Linked DNA regions of Anas platyrhynchos: region 2 is linked to region 1. Evidence: chromatin contacts called from public Hi-C data. All regions are on one chromosome and are shown on one strand. The core of a region is the stretch at or near the end of the contact, and the rest is flanking DNA. Distances in the headings are between cores, read along the strand shown.

The links. A called contact is a pair of places that touch in the nucleus more often than the background predicts.
Region 2: a Hi-C map of subcutaneous adipose tissue shows a contact between it and region 1, with 3 times the contacts expected there. The contact joins the promoter of SMYD3 here to the promoter of KIF26B in region 1. A contact is called at or near these places in 2 of 8 Hi-C or Micro-C datasets (skeletal muscle and subcutaneous adipose tissue).

Annotation. Positions count from the first base shown.
Region 1 is chr3:30,917,767-30,921,483 of IASCAAS_PekinDuck_T2T, forward strand. KIF26B (kinesin family member 26B) reads left to right here and starts at 1,716. Exons shown (of 15, transcript XM_027453855.3): 1 at 1,716-3,032; 2 at 3,108-3,509. The coding sequence starts at 2,970.
Region 2 is chr3:31,597,587-31,601,303 of IASCAAS_PekinDuck_T2T, forward strand. SMYD3 (SET and MYND domain containing 3) reads right to left here and starts at 1,656. Exons shown (of 11, transcript XM_038176760.2): 1 at 1,424-1,656. The coding sequence starts at 1,590.

The DNA of each region.
Region 1 (3,717 bases), core at 466-2,965:
TACACAAAAGGATAAAGGACTTGGTGTGTTCTTCACAGAGCTTTCTGCTGAAGTGTTCCTATACTTCAGCAAGGGAATGGGAACAAGAACTGGAAAGGTTTTAGAGAAGAAATATGTCAAACTAGAAAAGTCCTGGTAGTTTTATTTGTAATTAGCTGTTTCTATCTTTACAATTAATTCTTTGTCACTGTTACCACAAATGCCTTCAATTTCCTCTCTGTCCCCCAATGGCCTCTGAGTCATTAATATTCTGCTTTAAGCAAGTATCAGAGCTGTCATGAATTTCAAATCTCCCCAAGGAAGCTTTTTAAAATTGTAAGTAAGACCTGATACTGAGACTTATTAGCACCAAACTTGGAAACAAAGCTTCTGTGCAGGCAGTGATGACTCTTCAACTTACAGTTGCTGTCACCTTTTTTATCCTGAGATTTATAATAAATGTGAATACCTCAAAGGATTTCTTTGATGCAACCAACATTTCCAGCTCTCATAAACTGCTGTTTATTGATAGAACTGGGATGGTGCCAGCATCTCAGATTTGAGTGATGAAGCTGAACTTCTAGGTCAGATTTAATTGCACCCATACTGAGATCTGTTCAGAAGAAATCCACTGAAAGTATCAGAGTGATAGTACACCTGAGCAAACACACTGCTGTGTGATAAAGAAACTGGAAATGTGTATACTAGCTAAAAGGCAGGTTATAAACTCCAGAGAGGTGCAATATCTAGATTGAGATCTAAAATTATCTACAGGACAGAAAGTCTTTCTTTATTAACTAAATGTCTTCTGCAGCCACTGCTTATAGGTGTTTTAAACTAGTACATCAGTCTGCACCTGGGATCACACAGGTGCTAAATCACCTTAATGAGCTCACTCCAGAGAGGGTAAATCTCTCCCCTTGCTTGAACTAGAAAAGCTGTGAGGAAGGAAGGTCCCAATGTGAGATGATTACTAGAACCTGTAGCAGAAGCTTAAGCGCCATTGTGGCCCCGTCTAGCAGCTGTTCTGAACTGCTGGTGTAAGTGATTTGCAGCACAAGATAATAGGTAAATTTGAAATAGAGAGGCAGCTTTGGGGGAGCTGTGTGTCAGTGGTTTGCTGATGACACTGCTAAATAAACGTCTTTCCTTTACAGAATCACACAATCATCTAGGTTGGAAGAGACCTTGAAGATCACCCAGTCCAACCTCTGATCTAACCCTAACCAGTCCTCCACTAAACCACGTCACTGAGCTCTACTCCTTGGTGACACATGGAGCAGAAGGGGTTACGAGAGGAAACCTCATGAACTTCCACACGAGGGATCCCAAAGAGATGGGAAAAAGCTTGGCTGCTTCTCAGAGCAGGTGTTAACCCCGAGACAGGGTTCTTGGTAGGGCTTCTTGCTGGAGTGACACTATAGTGTCTTGTTCTTTGGCCACCACAAAATAACGAGAGATGCAAAGATTTTAGCAGCAAGATCTCTCCAATTGGAGATTTTTGGTGCATCCCAGCTCCCGAAAATCCTCGCAGTCTATTTTGAATGACCCAAACCACCGATAAACACCGTCACCCGTCAGGAGGGAGAGGCAGCTGGCAGCCGAGCCTCCTCAGGCTGGGCAGACCCGTGTGTTTCGGCACACCCCGAGCCCCTTCCCTCCCGGGCGGCGCTATGAACAGCTATGGACCGAGGGAGCCAGACCTCGCGCCAGCAACGGCCACCAACGGCCAGCAACGGCCGCCAACGGTCGCCAGCAACGGCCGCCCGCAGAGGGCGCTCGCCGCCCGCGAACGCCGCCGGCCCCGCCCGGCTCCGCAGCCGCCCCTGAGCGCATCTCCCCGCGCCTCCCGGTGCTGCCCGCTGGGCGGCCGGGGGCACGGCCCGGGGTGTCCGGGCTGCGGCTTCCCCAGCAGGAACGGCCGCGCCGAGCCGTGGCAGCGGAGGGGCAGCGGGGCACCGCGGAGGGCTCCCCGCCGCAGGGCTGCGCTGCTGGGGGTGGCAATAGGAGGGTGCGAAGGGGAGCGGGTCCCGGCGTGATCTGCCCTCTCTGTCGCATCCCCCCTGTTTTGGCTGTCCCAGGGGGTCTGGGTTCGGCTCTTTATGGCACCCGTTTCTGAGAGAATCGGCAAGTTGAGGCGAGGAGGAAGATCTCTGAGGAGTGGTTGTGCTGTCTGCAGGGCTGGAGGTGAACAGGGAGCTGCGGCCAGATGCGCGTAGCCCACAGCCTGCAAACCGTGATTGTGGGGAAAGATGAACAGCGAAACGAGACTGTAGGGTTTTATTGTTAGGAGCTCAATTTATGACGCCCTCGGCCGCGAGTTAGATTAATACACACAGGATCGCAACACGGCGAAGGGCTGCCCGTGCCCGTCGCGGGGAGAGCTCGCTTCTTCCTTCGCAGCTCTTCGGGGCGGACTGCGAGCACTCGTGAAAGCCCCGAGCAGCGGCGAGTGACCAATAACTGCGGTGCGAGCAACACGGTCCCCCCCCTACACACACACCCACACCCACCGCCCGCCCTTCGCAAGAAAAAGGGGGGCAAAAAATCTCCGGTGCCAATCAGGGCGCACCGCAAAATCGCAGGGACCCTCCCCGGCAGCGCCTCGCAGCCCCCGGCCCCTGCCCGAGCGAGGCTGCGGGCACGGCAGGAGGAGGAGGAGGAGGAGGAGGAGGAGAGGCGGCTCCTCCTCCCGGGGACCGGCTCCCGGTATTTTTTTGGAGGCTTTGCTCGCAACTCGGTGACGGACCTGAAGGGGGGAACAAGTTGCGGCCGTAGCGGGGGCGGGAGGCTCGGCAGCCGCTGCGGGAGCGGCGGGGGGCGATGAGGACGAGGCGGCCGGGGGACAGCCCCGCCGCGCAGCCCCTCGCCGAGCACTGAGGGCGTCTCGGGGCTGAGCCACCCCGCGGCGGCGGAGGCGCTTCCCCGGGACCGCCGGCGCCCTCGGATGCGGCTGGGAGCCCGCTGGCACCCGGCGCTGCCGAGCCACCATGACCTCGGTGGCCGGGACCAAGGAGCGGGGCGCGGGCACGGCGCGGAGCAGAAAATACGGGGTAAGTTGGGGCGCGGGGCGCGGGGGGGAGCGGGCTGCCGGCCCCGCCTGACCCGCTGCTCCTTCTCCGCTGCAGGTGACCGAGCCCTGCTCGCCCACCAAGCCCGGCGCCCCCTTCTCCCCCGAGAGCTGGTACCGGAGGGCGTACGAGGAGTCCCGTGCCGGCGGGCGCCCGGCCCCGGAGGGAGCGGGCTCGGCGCTGGGCTCCTCCGGCACGCCGTCCCCGGGCTCCGGCACCTCGTCGCCGGGCTCCTTCAGCGGCTCGCCGGGACCCGCCTCGCCCGGCATCGGCACCAGCTCCCCCGGCTCGCTGGGCGGCTCGCCGGGCTTCGGCACCGGCTCGCCGGGCTCCGGCAGCGGCGGCGGCTCCTCGCCGGGCTCCGACCGCGGCGTCTGGTGCGAGCACTGCAGCGCCCGCCTGGCGGAGCTCAAGAGGCAGGCGCTCAAGCTGCTCATCCCCGGGCCCGTCAGCAGCAAGGTGAGTGCGGATCGCGGCTCTCAGCGGGCTGCCCGCTGCTGGGGCGCGGTGCTCTCACCCGTCCCTTCCTCCGGGGTCCCGTGGGGTACGGCAGCACCCTGAGATTGCGCCCTGTAGCCCCCTTCTCCTGCATCACAGGGGGTTTTGCACCGTGCTGTCCCAGGTGGGTGCTGTTGTGCCCGCTGAGGGGTGGGCAAGGGTGGGGATG
Region 2 (3,717 bases), core at 406-2,905, 680 kb after region 1:
TCATAGCAAGGCAGACACACAGCAAACACCCCTGGCCCTACCACAAGCCTGCTGCCTCCCAGCATTCACCCCAGAAACACATTTGCACCTTGCCACCCATCTTCTGGCCCAGCCAGCACCTCCCACACAGCCAGGAGCTGCGACCAACAGCGCTTGCTAGCACAAGCTGGGAGGCAAAGTCAGCACAGAATTGCACAGAGCCTCAAACATCCACTCCTATACCGTAAGAAGGATAAATGCTAAGTCAATTTCAAGCAAGACTTTTTTGGGGGGGATTTGTGTTCCTGTACTGCCCCCTAAAGACCAGAATGAAAAGCAGGAGAAGTTGCACCCAAGGCATCCTAGCTGTAGCTCTGGAAACGAGCAGTAACTGCTTTTCTCCTACCTGGCTTTCAATAAGGATCACTCTGCATCCTGCATTTAAGCCAGAGCCATGACGCAGTTCAATTTCACATCCCACTTCAGCAGGTGCAGACTGTTTTATTTAACTTCCACGTGTGTAAAAAGAACTGTGTGTGAATATACACATCATTAGTTTAATGAAGTCTCTTGAATAAGTAGAAACTGGTTTTAATTCGATAAATAAGAAAATCTGTTCGCATAGTTTGGATCTACTAAATCTTCACAACCAGTGCACGCTTTGCAGTGGAATCTGAACCGTGGTAAATTAAACTTTATTTAACTTGCACTTTCTACTAATACCACTGTTAACAATAAACATACAAATGCATAACACCTGAGATGGATTTTCGCTGCAGTCGCTGGTGCCAGCCTGCCCCCGAGGCCAGCTGCCCCTCATTGCCTCAAGGTGCAGGCAGCCACCCTCTTGAGGCACCCTGAAATCACGAGCCAGGCTTCCCAGAAACATCACCTAGAAATCTTATGCCATTTTTTTATTTTTTTAATACCCTGAGGTTGGATGCAGGTGCAACCTGACACACAGCACCAAGCTTCTCCCCAGGGACATGGGGATCACAGCATCACTTCTTTGAGCTGCAGCTGGGAGGCTCTGCGAGGACAGGAAGCAAAGCCCCGGAATTAAAAAACACGCGTCAGGTAGTTATGAGGCAGGGCAAAAACTGGCAATACTGAATTTCTTCTCAACATCCCAGTGACCCCAGACGAGTTTTGACTGCCTGCCAGCACACATTCCGGTACCCACACACAGCCACACCGCTGCTTTCCTCCCACCAGCGGGACTTGGGCTCGCCAGGTGCCCCTGGCAAAGACCCGCGGACACACGTGCAGCACGGATCCCCCCACACCCCACACATTGCTTCGGGCAGGGCCATCCCCCATCTCCCCGCACAGCCCCAGCGCTGCCCCCAGCCCTCCCCGACCCGCCCGCCCTCCACAGCGGCGGAAGGGGCGGCGCTGGGCGGGCGGCGATGGCGGTAGCCGCCTTCCCCCCGCTCCTCCCTACCTTTGCAGGCAGCGCTCGCACACGCCGCCCAGCAGCTCCTTGCTGACCACGTATGCGAAGGGCTCGGCCCGGTACAGCAGCTCGCCGGGCCGCAGCCGCCGCCGGGCGCGCAGCCCGCTGCCCTTCCCCGGGCTGCGGAACCGCTCCAGCAGCGCCGCCGCCTCCATGCTGCCGCCACACACAAAATGGGCGGCCCCTCCCGCCACGTCACGCCGCCCGCGCTGCCATCTTAGCGCTTATAACCGCCGGCACGCCGGGGGCACGCGTGTGGAGGCGCCTGCCCGTGACAGGGCGCCCAGTCACGACTCATCTCGTGGCGCTAAACAAAGCGATTAGAAGCGCTCTCGTTAATTGCAGCCCGTGTGGCTAATGACAAATAGACTGTGTGGTGGTTGGGGCTTTTTCTCAGTGACTCTTTGTTTTTGTTTTAATGGAACTAAGGCACCCATAAAAATCAAAATTTTGATTGCAAGTGTCATGAGCAAGGAGGTGAAAAATCCTGCAGCTCCTTTTCTGGCCTCCACACTTCCAGCAGTCCCTCCCTAGGAGACACCTGAAGCAATAACGAAGTTTGCACTGCCACATCAGCCTGACTCTGCACTGCTCATTTCACTGCAGCGCCCACCCAGCCTCAACAGTGACAAGGATGTGGAAAAAACGTATACAGAAATGGAAGTGGCATGAGGATAGGGGGAGGCTGCACACCCACAACATCACACACAGCAGAGAAATTAACTTCTGGGCCTGGGCTGGGCCTCCTTCTGCCAGGGTGATCTCCTCAGGCCTCAGCCCAGGGCTGTGTCCCCCAGCCAGTGCTCCTCCAGCCTGGCCACCAGTGCACTTGACCACAGCCAGCCTGCTGCATCCTTCAATGTACAACATAGGGAAAAACAAACTCGTTTTGTACTGCCACCCAAAGGGTTGTCAGTGTCAACTGAGTCTGTGCAGCTTTCATTCATTTAAGAGATAACATACATTATGCTTGCTATATGTGAAGTCTACAGATAAGCTTAGTCTGCTCTTCCTTACTGTGCCTACAGAGGGAGTCAGGGCTTCTGTTTTGGAAAGGAACATTAAATTGTCCTGCCAAAAAAAACTCAGAAACAGGCCCAACAATTCTGCCAAACAGCATTCCGTTTCCAAAATGCACTTGCTTTTGTTCTCAATAACAATTATTTTAGTCCTCAAATATTTTCATTCAAGCTACAACAGGGTAGTCACAGGTAGCAATGCACATATCCAAAATACTGCTGCTGGGAAGAACCAAGGTAGATTCTCACAGGGGAAAAAAAAAAAAAAAAAAAAAAAAAAAAAAAGATTCCCACGGAAAAATGTATCCATTTAGACATTCACTTAAACGCTGCAGTTTTGTACTTTGTTACCAAAAGAACTGACAACAAACTGGTTGACAGTCACATATGTTACTACACTTAAGTATGCCAAGCAAACTTGTTACAAGCGTTTGATTACAGTGATACTGCAAGATACTTGAGAATTATTCTCAAATATCATTAAAATATCAAACTACTACCTCTGCACTTGGCTTGTATGCTTTACTCCTTCACCTATTTAGTTTTCTGTGTTTCCTTGTATATGCTATTTTATAGACTGTCTAAGCAGGCATTACCCATACAAACAAAAACAGTAATAGGGTTGGGTATTTCAACATCTATTTCAGTATCTACAATTCTGGATATCTACATCCATAGTTTACATGGATGTCTGCCTACACAGGGCCATTCAATGCAATTTGAGCAATGGCAAAAAGTTCAACATCCAGCTCAGATGTTTAATGAGCATAATGATATTGTGGCTTTATATTCCACTAAATGGTCATCTAGCACTTGACTACACTTAGTTGAATTAATTCTCATTATTTATTATGTGTTCTTTTACGTGACCAAGTCATCCACTGGTCAGACTTCCCAAAAGCTATGTGAAATGCATGACACATTCTGCACAGACGCAGCTGTCCAGACACGTAGTAGAGGCACTTTTGTGGGAAATACCACTTAATTGTGGCTGATGCTGCTGAATTAGTCACACTTCCTTACTGTCTGTAGATGAGACAGTGTGTAGAAGCCTAGTTTTTCCATCTCAAGACAACACATTTCACAAAGTGAATTTACAGAAAGAATTGCAGTAATGAAGTGACTCAGACAGCTAATCAAATTCTGAACTTTATTCATTTACATGCAATGCCCATTCCAACCAGCAAGACACAAAACTGGATTTTCTGTGATCAAGATTTTGCTCAAAATGCCCAATATTAAGTTATAAATTAGTACAGAATC